Linked DNA regions of Rattus norvegicus: region 1 is linked to region 2. The links are chromatin contacts, called in public HiChIP or PLAC-seq maps. All regions are on one chromosome and are shown on one strand. The core of a region is the stretch at or near the end of the contact, and the rest is flanking DNA. Distances in the headings are between cores, read along the strand shown. Region 1 overlaps Csnk1g3 (casein kinase 1, gamma 3). Region 2 holds the start of Cep120 (centrosomal protein 120).

Evidence for each region. HiChIP or PLAC-seq counts read pairs in DNA pulled down with a chosen protein or histone mark.
Region 1: an H3K27ac HiChIP or PLAC-seq map of oligodendrocytes shows a contact between it and region 2, with 6 times the contacts expected there. The contact joins the enhancer-like site here to the promoter of Cep120 in region 2. A contact is called at or near these places in 7 of 12 Hi-C or Micro-C datasets (Schwann cells, frontal cortex, kidney and 3 more) and 1 of 1 datasets of contacts at active chromatin or transcription factors (oligodendrocytes).

Annotation. Positions count from the first base shown.
Region 1 is chr18:49,576,162-49,582,584 of GRCr8, reverse strand. Csnk1g3 (casein kinase 1, gamma 3) reads right to left here. Exons shown (of 13, transcript NM_001393750.1): 11 at 6,269-6,375; 12 at 5,728-5,751; 13 at 1-30. Among named protein-coding and RNA genes, the nearest start is that of Csnk1g3, 82 kb to the right of the region's middle. Within about 2 kb of position 1,869, at least 2 of the 93 cell types and tissues checked have an H3K27ac peak or open chromatin away from gene starts, as enhancers often do.
Region 2 is chr18:49,383,299-49,389,819 of GRCr8, reverse strand. It overlaps Cep120 (centrosomal protein 120), which reads left to right and starts at 1,577. Exons shown (of 21, transcript NM_001191697.1): 1 at 1,577-1,674; 2 at 1,814-1,879; 3 at 5,824-5,980. The coding sequence starts at 1,831. It overlaps LOC134483022 (a long non-coding RNA gene), which reads right to left and starts at 3,663. Exons shown (of 2, transcript XR_010059821.1): 1 at 3,616-3,663; 2 at 2,630-2,783.

The DNA.
Region 1 (6,423 bases), core at 620-3,119, 190 kb before region 2:
CTTTTCCTTCGTTTGAAAAAGCAGCAGCACCTGCAGATGAAGGAAACATTCCGTCACTACAAACGCACCAAAGTTCCTCAAGGTCGAACTATCACAGCACTCGAGAAGGTGAGAGAATGCAACAGGCTCGTGCAGGAGAGACAGTGAACAACCAGCGAAGCGTGGGTATTAGTGACCATGGCAGTTCCCATGACAGTTCCTGTGACTATTCCTACCAGCATGCCTTCTGCGGACAGCAGGACATTCTGTGCAACACTAACGGGGCCAGTAAGTCCAAAGACTCTGCTCTAAGAACTGAAGTGCTGACTCTCCACTGACCTGCCTCATTTCCCTCAGGACAACTAAGGGTCTCGGGGGCCCTGCCTGTATAGAGCTCACCTGTATAGTTTCTCCCTTTCTTTCTCTCTAGTAGTTATGGTTCCTAAAGCCACTGTTGCAGAAGAATAATGACCTTATTACTAGGGATTTTGTTTTAGTACAAATCAGTTTAGATTCTAAAACAAAACAAAAAACCAACATCGTTCAAGTATATCCTACCATGTTTATGAAGCAGAAAGAGGAAACAGACTAAGTATAGCTAAGACTAGAACTTACTCTGCCCGTTTTTAGGACAGACTCTAAGACGGTGCGGACTGGCCTCAAGCTCACTCTGTAGCTGAGGATGACGAGGAACTCTTGAGCCATTTGCCTTTTTTAAAAAAATCATTTTAAGAGTCAAAGCCTAGTATAAGTTGTTCAATTTTGATCAAACTAATTTTATACTTAACCTTTAAAATCATAGAGCCAAGGCATGTCCATGTTAATATTCAAAAACTATGTATTGAAAACTTATTTTAAATACATAGTTTTTAAAAAACAAACTCAAACACTATTTAATCCTTGTCCTTTTTCCTAGGTTAAATGTATCTAGATATGACTTTATCTTACTGAGGTAACCGGAATAAACAGCAATGAGTGTGAGAGTGTGTATGTCTGTGAATGGCGAAATACTTAGGGGCCTAAATCAGAGCCGCTGCCGTCAAGCAAGGGCTAATACAATGCATTGTTTCAGGAGTTTAAAAAACAGCCACATTTACTTTCAACTACACGGAACTAACACTTTCTCAAGTTTCAGATGTATAAACTATCAGAAGGAGAGACGTAAAAGGAATGTGCTTGGTGGGCAGAGCCCTGAGCCAATGCTCAGAGCCACTTCAGCTGGTCAGGAAGGAGAAACAAGAACGAGGCGGCTCAAGGGCACCCTCCAAAAAGAGTTCGGGTTCAGTCTGGACTGTGTGAGACCCTGTTTCAACTGGAGGGGGATAAAATATTATTCAAGTAAATCTGGACAACACCCACAGGGTAAAAGCTAAAATGAAAAAAAAATGTTATTTAAAAGAAATAGACCAAATATTTACAATATTAAAGACTCTAGTGATATTTCAATGAAACTTCAGCGTTGTTTAATATAAAGGTCATGCTAATGGTATTAAATATTCCTATCTATTATTATGTCATTTTAAGCTCCATAGTACATTCCTTCAAACCCTTTCTAAAGAGCCACTTTAAACTATACCAGCCTTTCTGGAGGGAAATGCAGTCAGCACAGGTCTTGATAAACAGGCTGCCAGCTTGTCTATGCTGCTGTGTTCACACCGCTTTCTTTGGTTTTGCTTTTAGTTATGAAAGCGAAGCTCTTTTCATTTGTTAAATAACCTTTCTTGAATAAGGTGCCCAAGCATTTATTTGAAACTAAATACAGATTTAAAATGAATTCTAACTGCACAGGTCCTTTCAGTTCAAAAACAATGTAACTTTTAGAATAAATCCCACTAAATAGGATGACATACTGTTAAAGCAACTACCACCAGAGGGCACCATTGATGCATGTTCTATAAATGCATCTGCCCACAAAGCAGTGCATTAAAGGAGCAAAGTGAAATGCTAACCTCCTGCTAGTTGTAAAGATCAAAGTCACTTCAAAACCAGTTGATCCATAGTCTTGCTGATTAAGAAATTGTCATCTTATTATCTTGTCTAAGTACTCAATCTGAAACAGAGCTGCTCTCACGACCCTGTCATTTCTGTGCACTTACTATGTTACAATGGTTGTTTGCTGTAGTCTCCCCGACACTAACGAAGCTATGCGATAGCTCACACAGAGCTAGCCCATCAAATGAGCGAAAGTTGCTACTTGTTTAGTACACACTGAAGGATATCCTCATCCACACAACTGAATCCCACAGTAGGCTCTACTTACAACTACAGGTCTGTTCTAAAGCTGGAGTTCTTATCCACGGGGCACGAATCTACCGTGGCCGAGAGAATGAGTATCTCAGTTCCACTATGAGGCCTTTCTGGAGAAAACTGATCTGGACCGCACGCTTTAGATGTTAATCAGTGAGTCTTGGCTTTGATAGTCACATCACACCTCCAATTCACTTCACTCTCTGCCCTCATCACTGAGAAGTTCCTCTTCTCCAGCACACTTTCCTCTGTCCATCTGAAGCATGTTTCCTGACTGGATCTGAGGGTCTTCCCTATCCCTTCTACTACGATTCTCCAGCATCGCCTTTGCTGAAGACTCTGCCTGCATCCAGTCTGTGCCACCCACTGAGGACTTCAGATGCCGGCTCTCCCGCCCTGGCTTAATGAGCACGTAGAAAAGTGCCTTTTATGACAACTAAGAAGTATTTACCTTAAAATTAATACTTTATGTGAAATTCCTTTTCTTCGGATTTCTCAGTTAGGCAAGAGCTATGTATGTAACTCCTTCATGTAGCTACCTATAATCCTACGTCTTCCTCTCTACCCACTTGCAATTAATCTGTCTAAAGAGATGCAACCTTCTCACCTTTTCAAGCTGGCTTAGTTCAGAAAATTTTCACCTTGCCTATACCACTGCTTTTCACCAAAGTTTCCTCTTAAGCTGATCACACCTCTAATCCCATCAAGAAGAGGAAAGAGCTCAAGCTAGCCTGAATTCACAGTCTGAGTCTCTACTTGACAATCTGTCGTGAGTACAGCCACGCCCTCTTGCTCATCAACTTCCTCACTGGTTCTTCACTGGTTACCTACTGAGGCCACACAGCTCTTTAGTCCCTAAGCTGTTTCCATGATCCTCTTACTCCCTCTCTCAGGGAAAAGCAGGAGAGGGAGGCAACAGGGACCGAGGGGAAGCACTGATGTTCCACTCTGTGTGCATACCACAGTCTTTTATCCCTTTATAAGCCCTTTGCTCTCTTCTACAGTGGTTGTGGTGGCTGAGGTACAGCTCAGTGATAAGGCACCTGCTTTACATGTACAAAGCTCTAGATTGAACACCCCTACACAAACACACATGTACATGCACAAGCACACACAAAGCCTTACATATCTAGGACCCAAAACATCATCTAATGGTGTATGTAAGCTTTGAAATTATCTTCAATCAAAGATACAATATTTTCTCCAGTAAATATTAGAATACAATCTAGCAAAATTAGTTCTGTTCATATTCCCTAGTCTCAGAAGATATGAACAATGTGTTATAGAAATGCTAAAAATAATCTGATTAAAAGGCAAAAAAATGTATAAAGAGAGTTCTAACTGAGAGCTTTAATGAAAAGAAGTTCAGTGGGTTCTTGCAACCAACTAGAACAAAGTTTTCCTGAACTCATAGGTCACTATCTTTTTTTTTTTTTTTTTTTTTTTGGTTCTTTTTTTCGGAGCTGGGGACCAAACCCAGGGCCTTGCGCTTCCTAGGCAAGCGCTCTACCACTAAGCTAAATCCCCAACCCCCACTATCTTTTAACAACTACTTTATTTGGCTATAATTCACACGTCATAAAATGTGTCCTCATGATGTGTACAAAGCAGAGATGAGTATTCACAGAATTGTATAAACATCACCACAACCTAACTTCAGAGCCTCTTCATTCCTTAAAGGAGCCCTGCTGTCTCTCAACAGTACCCCCGTTTTCTTCTGCCACAGACAACAACTACTGTAGTTTCTGTCCTTTCCTGCCACCCTGTTCACAGTTCATGTAAGTGGAGCTATGTAATAGATGGCATTATTCTGTTCCTGTCACCTCTTTTTATGATAGAATTTGTTTCATTATGGTAAATTGCTTTAGAGAATGATTTAGTAATAATTTACTGTGGTTTCCTACTTTAATCACTGGGATCTAAAGGCCTAGTTTCCAATACATCGAGAGAGTCATCAATGATGTGAGAGATGTATCAGGAAGCTGAGAAGCAGATTAACAAGACTGTAGTAAAATATACAGTGTCAGGTTTAAATGGGGGTTGGGAAAAAAAAGGAGGTGACAAAATCCTCCAGCAGTCCCATTATGTTCTTCATTCTTGTTCTCCAAGGCTCTAGAGAAAAGCCAGAATATCTGCACACACACCCAAAGACTTCATAACTAAGTGAACCATGTCATTCTTGAAAGCCGCATGTACAAAGCATTCTCTGATTACTCTCTACAGACTGGAAGCTTTACCTTGTATATACTAAGATCTACTAATGCAACTACAGTCTCTCCTGCTAGTTTGTGAATCAGAGATGTCGAAAACCTCAGCAGTGTTAACTACTGAATGAACATATAAAGTCAGTCTCTAAAAGGATGTGAACACAGACGGCAGGTTTAACAATGCCCGTGGAGCAGTGCTGGAAGAAGTCTTGTTCTGTGAAGAGCACGAAAGGTAGCCAGTGATGAAGGACAAAGAGGTGTGGTACATTAGAGACAAACTCTGAGCCTCTCCACAGCCGCTCTTTTTCTCATTTCCCTACGGGATGGGTATTAATAGCAGCATTTTAGGGAAAGAAACAAGCCTAACAAAGTACCACCCAGAGGAGCACAAGCACACAGCTAACCCAACCGCAACGGCATGTGCAGACTTGCTACACTGCCATCTACAGAAGAACTGTCCTTAGCACTGTGTCTTACATGCACAAACATAAGCCATTACAGTTAGTTTTTCTATTTAATAACAAGCAAACTATTTTATTTAATAACTAGCAAACTAATTTTGTCTTAAATATACTAAATTTTGTCACACCAGCAATCAACTCTAAAATGAAACTGAAATGGATCACTTCTTGGTAAAAAGAAGTATCCTCAGCAGTTTCTCAGTTTTTTTAAGGATGTAGTAAAGGAAGATGACTGACAGGCTTTAAAACTGACTCATCTAAGGCTTTAGTTCACCACAGAACTGACTCAAAACCTGTACTGAGATTGAGGGAGACATCTAAACACAGAATTCCACTTGAAGGCAAATATCAGAAAATATATAAAATTTAGTATCATTTCTCCCAGGAAGAATATTGTTAAGAACTATTAGAGGCCTTTTAACGTACTGGTTAGTAAATGAAATAAGATTTAGTGATATGGTAGGGGGAAAGAATATGTATTCAGAAGTTGAAAATAGGAAAATATAAAGTTTAACTCAAAAACTCAGCCTTCTACTTAAGAAGTAACAAAACGTCCATGCTACAAAATGAATGGCAAGCAGAAGCAGGGTGGCATTCTCTGTGCAGCGAAGGAGCGCCCCAAACTACGTCACTTAGAGCGAAAAGCGGCAGCAGGCAAAACAGCTCCTCAACAAGTACTTCTTGCTCTCAAGAGCTAAGGTTACCGTTATCAATTCGTTTGGTTTTACCAATTGTAATCTCTAAATAAACTTTGGTTTAATTGTACTGAATGGCGTTAGATCTTGAAGTTAGTCAGTGGAGCTATGTCTGCCTGCCTGCACTCGAGAACTCACCACATGTTCAGTACTTTCTGGCAGCTACACAGAAAACAAAGGAAAGGGAGAGAGGGAGAGAGAGAAGTCATCAAACACAGCCATGATTAAACGATCACATTGTTTTCCCAAGCACCATTACTACAGGCTACCTCCTAAAAACTAACCTTAAAGTAACATTAAACGCGCAGCGTCCTGCAAGGCCGAGGACTCGCACTTACAGAAAAGCAGTGCTGCAGCGATGCCCATGCAATGTCCCTAACGACCAAAAGCTAGGCGTACTCTATTAATTTTACATAAAAATTTGAGCAGTTTCTAAATAACTATTTTTGTACTAAAAATGTATTTCCTAAAGTAGTACTACTTTCAATAGTTACTAAGATAATCAATTAAATCACTTCTTTTGTGTACTCTATTCTCTACAGGGGGGAAATATAGAATAATTGTATGTAACTATAAAGTTGAAACTTGCAAAGTTATGAGCCAAAAAAATTACTAAAATAAGCAAAAAAAAAAAAAAAAAAAAAGAAACCCCAAAACAAATGAACAAACAAACCCGTACTTGGTTTCATCCATCACTTCTACTTCCGTAGGGGCTGTAATGGGTGCATTTGACCGTCCCGCCGTGGGGTCATCCGTGTTTAGCTCTCCATTTGTAGAACTTACAACCTGGTTAATAAAGGGACAGGATATTTATATATCAAACACATATATACA
Region 2 (6,521 bases), core at 328-2,827:
TTGGGAGTTGCCTGCCTGGGTGTCAGGAACTGAACTCAAGCCCTGTGGAAGAGCATCAAGTACTATTAACTTTGACACTATCTCTCCACGTCCTCCCACCCCTCATCTTACTTCATTTGATTAATGTTACAGATTTTTTTTTAGTGGTGTGACTATTTTCTGGAATGTAGTGATAATCTAATCTGGGTTTTCAGCCTTGATGGAAATCCTCAAGGAAAATAAGTGTATGTTTTAAATAAAAACTATAAATTATAGAAGGTCAGTTTTTATAGCGATTAAGTCATGAGATTATTCATGTAAAAGAATTATCATGTAAAAGTATTCATGTAAAAGTAACTAGCATTTAATATAACACCTTGGTAAAAAAAAAAAACAAAAAACAAAAAACTGCTTTTCACATAAGCCAGCTGTGATTCTTCTTACTTTTAGATATCCACCACAAAAGAGCACAGCGCTCAACAACGCACACAAAACTGAACGTCATTTTAGCTTTATATGAATACCACATTTCAGGTAAAACTCTCCGGATCCCTGAAGGGCTTTACAGGTAATCTAGCTCAGTCTCCATATCCTTTTCTTTTGGAGACAAAGAAGAGAAAGAACAGTGTAGAAGACAGCAGCAGGGCTCAGAGATCGAATTATTATTGCACTCAAAACATCTTCTAGGTTTACAGAGCAAGAAAGCAGCAGGTGTTAGCACACTTAGTCCTCTACCTCCTGAGACCTCACTTCAGCTAGTTTATTTTTTGCCGTATTATCTGTTACTTTTGACTTTCCGGGCGGAATTCTTGCAAATTTTAACGCTAACAGTGTCCACGACGGCTCCAACCGATTCGCTTTTTAGTTAGATAATCTTCAAAATCCATGTTATCTCCCCCGTCCCCCAAAGTTTGAAATCGGAAGGGGAAATGTGGGTTCACGGCACTTTCCCCTCGTTAACTTTTGGCCTTGATTTGCAAATTTACTATGTCTGCATAGAACCTACTCCTTTAAATATTCTCGCCCACGTGACAATGTGTTTTTCCTCTCTCCCCCTCTTTTTAGAGACGTTTCTAAAGTATTGCTTAATCTGGGAGAGATTACGTCAGCGCCAGCAGTTACAGTAACTACCGCATTGACGCTACTTGTTTTCATAGGACCAACAGTTGAAGTGATGAGCATGAGCGGTTCACACTCAGGCCATTATTTTTTTTCGTGACAATACGTTCGGTCTCAGATGCCTGAGAACTAGCATTAAAAACGCTATTGCTTTATTTCTCAGATTACCGCCGAGCAAAACCCTCAAAACACACTGCCCTCCTACTCATTTAAAGAGAAAAACTACACAGAACCGGGAAGCGTTTAGAGCTACGGTGCGCTTGCGCAGCCTGAGACGGGGGCGGGAGGATAGTGATGGTTCAAGTCTCCTGCCTTTCCGCATGCGACCAGCAGGCGGCGCTGCGGGCTAATGCTGTCGTGTTTTCCCAGGGCTCTTGGAAAGAGCGTCAAAGGGCGGGAGGTGAAGCCGGCTGATGGGCGTTCTATCCTCGACCGCCCTGGTCTCTATCGCCCTTTGTCCTCCAACCTCCCCCGGGCTCTCGGCCCGCGGGCCTGGTTGCTAGGCGGAAGCGGGGCGCGGCGGCGTCCGCTGCGGCTGCCCGGGCGTTTGAATAGCGGCTTAGCAGGCGGCAAAAGGTGCCGGGGCGGCGGGCTTGTTGGGGAGCAGGGCCAGGCAGCGGAGCAGCCTTCATCGAGTCGGGGCTGGGTTAGGGCCTGGGCGGCGGCCTGGGGAGCGGGGCCGGCCTGCGCCCCTCACTCGGCCTCTTTCCTGCAGACCCCGCCGCCACGACCATGGTCCCCAAGTCCGACCAGCTGCTCATCGTCGTATCCATCCTCGAAGGTGAGCGGCCTCGGGTTTTTTGCAACTGCTGCTTCCCGAACCTCAGCAGAGTAATGTGTGACCGAGGCTTTGTTAACCTTACGAACCCTGTCATCTCTGCCTTTGTGGTCCCCGAAGACTTGTTCAGTTGCATGGAGCGAGGTCTGTTAGGCAATTGATTTAAACATCTCTCCGGGGAGCGTGAGTGCTATTAGGGATAAGTGATATTTAGCGTGACTAGCCGTAGCCCCAGAGAATGTAGAAAAAACGATTTCCATCAGAAGCAGCCTGTCGATGGCTTTTATATATGAGCTAAAAGTGCCTGCAAAGCACCTTCTGTTCAGCAGTCCCCGCTAATACCATTTGTAAGAACTTTGCCATTGACTTTAATACAGGCTTTGTACCATTTCAGATGTATTGCCGAGACTGTTCCCTTCACATGTCTTGATGGCCTACCTAGGGGACTACCGTGGTTGGGGTGTTAAATGATCCTTGCATGTTTGTTGAGTGAGTTTATCGGGGACTTACTGAACGTCAGGTGCTGTGCTGGCAATGCAGATGACTCTAGGTCTGGAAGCTTAGAGAGTAAGTAAAGTGGGCAGTGGGTCATGCTGGGATGACCACCCTTTTTGGGGAATGCTTTCCTGAGGAGTTGGCAGTTATGTGGATCTTGAAGCTAATTAGGAATGGGTCAGATGACAGAGGCTTTTCAGATGGTCTGTTGAGCCGCATAAAGCACTGAAGATGTGGGAAAAAAGACATGCTTTGCTCTCAGCTTCATTCAGCAAATGTTGCTTCGATTCATCGTCGTTAGCTGAGTGGGGACCAAGTGAGGTTGTTTCGTAAACTAGAGCAGGTTGTCAGTTATGAGAGTTTAAACCACGGGTGTTGGTTCAGCCCTTCTCCCCTTGGGAGAAGTCTGATCCTGTTTGAGAAAAGGGAAAAAAGAAATACAGTGTAAAAATAGCTTCTGAGTTTTGGAATAAGAAATTGACCAGAGGCTATTAAACAATAGGGACAATAATAATTGTTTCTTTATTGCTTAAAAACACAGGATTGTGCAGGAAGTGGTAGCTCAGGCCTTTAATCCCAGCACTTGAGTGGCTGAGAGAAGGCTAATCCCTGTGAGGTCAAGGCCAACCTGGTCTACTAATGATTTGCTGCACCCCACTGAACAAACAAATAAAAAAACTCCCAAATAAACCAAACCCCACAAGACTCAAATAATCTTCTAATTGGTTGATAGAGGCTGTTAAATTTAGAACTGGGCCCTTCTCTATGGAAAAAAATGTGATTTCCTGCCTTCCTAGATACTGGGGTCTGTTTACTTGGGATAAACAAATTATGGTGTAAGACACTATATGTTAGGCTACACTATAATAACTGTGTGATGTAGACCATAAACGTGGGTTTGGCAGTAGGAGTAGTGATTGAAGTAGCTTCTTTCTTGAGCACTAGACAGACAAGGGTAGAAGAAAGTCATTTCTGGTGACCAGAGAAGCCAGAATAATTGGAGTGGAAGGAAGGCACAAGAGGAAGGTACAATATTTGGGAATATTGTACTTGGTCAGAAAGAACCAGAGTGAATCGACTTTGGAGGACCTTGGAAGCCAAGGAGGGTGTTATTCTAAGAAAAGCATTTGTGCCTATAGTCCTACTTAGAAAAATGAACTTTACTGGTGTTTGGTTTAAGAGTTATATTCAGGAAATAGAACCAGGAATCAGGGATTTTGGTTAGGTTGTTAGTACAAACACACCTAAAACTGGCATGCCGTCCTCTCCCCAGCTCTGGCAGTGTTTACATCAACCTGGGCACCTAGGATTCCTCACCATTCTCTATTCCGCCTTCCATCCCCGTCTCCCAAATGGTCGCATTACACACACGGTCTCCACTGCGTGCCTGGGTTCAAACCTTCACTGTCACCTGACCTGCAGTAATGATCTCTGTCTGTCTTCCTATCATTTCCTTCCTTTCCAGAAATAGCTGCTGCCCTGGACTACCTGGCAGTGATCTTTCTGATCCATAGATACTGTCTTCATTTTTTCAGAGTTCTACACTCTTAGCCTGTTAAGAACTCCTGCCCCCCCCCCCCTTTAGGTTTCATATGTCCCCAGGACTCTGCTCACATTGAGCTACTTGTCATTTCTTAACTACATTTCTAGAAATGTCCCTTATTAAAGGACCTGTGATAAAGACAAGGCAGCCCGGGGAGGGAAGGGTTATCACATCCTATATCCCAATTACGGATCAGCACCGGGGGAAGTCAGAGCAGGTACTGAAGCTGTCCACGGAGGGAAGCTGTCCACGGAGGGCCGATTATGCTTACTGGTTTGCTTTCCATGGCTTCCTCAGCCTGCTTTCCTTTACACTATACAGACCGCCTGCCCAGGGGTGGTATAGCCCACAACTATCATTAATCAGTAAATGACCCACAGACTTACTTACCTACAAGCCAATCAGAGGGAGGCATTTCCTCCATTGACGGCCCCTCATCCTAGATGACTCCAGCTTCCCCAAGTGGCAAAATACAACAACAACAAAAAAAACAAGAACAACTAACCAAACAAAAAATTAACCAGCACAGAGTTTAAAGAGCCTCAGGCTGACATTGTTAAGGGACGTTTTTCAGATTGATTTATTTAGTTGTGTGTCTGTGTGAGTGTATGCACATGTCCATGGCTTGAGAGACCAGATGCCAGCTTTGGTCACCTCCTCAGCCACTCTGCCTGTTCCCCCTGAAGCTGGGAGCCAACCTACCACAGTGATCCTGGTGTCTCACAGATGATGCCCTGGGAGCTGCAGTTACATCACAGGATGCCTGGCTTGCTACTCCAAACTCCAGTCCTCACGATTGCACAGCAAGCCTCTTCTAAACGGCTCTCTAGTCCCTCACCTGACATTCTTAAGGTTGCGATTAGAGGCCTTTTCTTTCTTCTTTAAAACCAGAGCATTTATTTTGTGACTGATTGTTGAAATTCTCAAGGTGAACTGAATGCTACAATGGTTGCCTCTCTTGGTTTGGGTGGTGTTCATGGAGTCCTCCCTGGACAATCTTTTGGTAATATTTTGTCCCTTACCTGGGCACCCCAGTTTTACTTTCTCTTTGATGGGAAGTTTGTCACAGGGTGGTTGTCTTTTGGGTCACAGCAGTGGCGCAGTGTGTGTCCTGTTGCAGTGCTTTTCACACGGTGCAGTTCCTTTCCAGCCTCTTCTGCTGACGGACGGTGGTTAGGGTTGGTTTTGGGCTCTCGTCATCCAGGCTCTTGGCTACCACTTCGCAAGCGTTGGGCTTATCAATGTGCACCACCATCTCAACAAATTTGGTCTTTTCTACCCATTTAATTCCTAACCAAGAACGGTGTGTGTGTGTGTGTGTGTGTGTGTGTGTGTGTGTGTGTGTGTGTTGTGTACTTAACAGTGGTTAAAATTCTCTTCTCTATGATCCCCTCAGCAGAGTGAAAGCCAAACTGATTGCCTCAGTGCAAGATGGTTAGGGGTTCTTACTTGCTGTTTACTTTCTTCCAGTTTTGAGATTGTCTTTCTCATAGGCTCTTGGTTTTCTTTTTAGGAGAAGTATATGTTTTATTCTTTCTGAAGCCACTTATTTTTACCATTCATTTATCTTCCTTTTAATGTACTTTTCTGTGAGCAAGTGAGTGGTGGCACTCATGCTGTCGGGTCCGATAGATAACCTGTTAGAAATGCAGGCTCTCAGGGCAACCTAGACCTGCTGAGCCTGAATCTATATCTGAACAGGATCTGCAGTGATTTGCAGTCACATTAGTGCTGGACAGGCAGTAATTGCCAAGTTACAGCCTCTAGTTTATGAACGTAAGTGCAGATGCACTTGTGAGATAGTTTGTGCAGCACGCCTCGCTCAGCCACCTGGGCACACATCAATACTTAAGGCATGCACTAAGTGATCCTATTTGATTTCTGGTTTGTGCGTGTATTCTTTCTTTAGGTCGCCATTTCCCCAAACGTCCAAAGCATATGCTTGTGGTGGAAGCAAAGTTTGATGGGGAGCAGTTGGCCACTGATCCTGTCGACCATACTGACCAGCCAGAATTTGCTACTGAGTTAGCCTGGGAGATCGACAGGAAAGTCCTTCATCAGCACAGGTGAGGCTGTTCTCGACTATGTCTGCGTCTCTGTCCTTCCTTACAGCTTTTTTTTTTTTTTTTTGGTTCTTTTTTTCGGAGCTGGGGACCGAACCCAGGGCCTTGCGCTTCCTAGGTAAGCGCTCTACCACTGAGCTAAATCCTCAGCCCCTCCTTACAGCTTTTTATGCTTTATAACTTACTGATTATGGTGGTAGTCATATTTGTTGAGTGTGTTTTTGCATTTTCGCTCTTGAGACAGGGTCTCTTAGTTTCATTTTATGTTGTGATAAAGCACCCTCATGAAAGCAACTTAAAGGGAGAAAGGGTGATTAGCCCACAATTCAGGCTACTGATGTCCTTGTAGGGAAGTCAGGGTTGCAAGAACTTGTGGTAGCCAGTCCTACATCTGCTGTCGAGAGGAGAGCACACAGCGAGCGGTGTGCTGATGCATGCAAGCTTGAGCTCAGCTCACCCTCCTCATGCTACACATTTAGAACACCCTGCCTGGGAATGGAGTCACCCACAGTGGGTGAGGCTTCCCACCTCAACTGGACTTAAA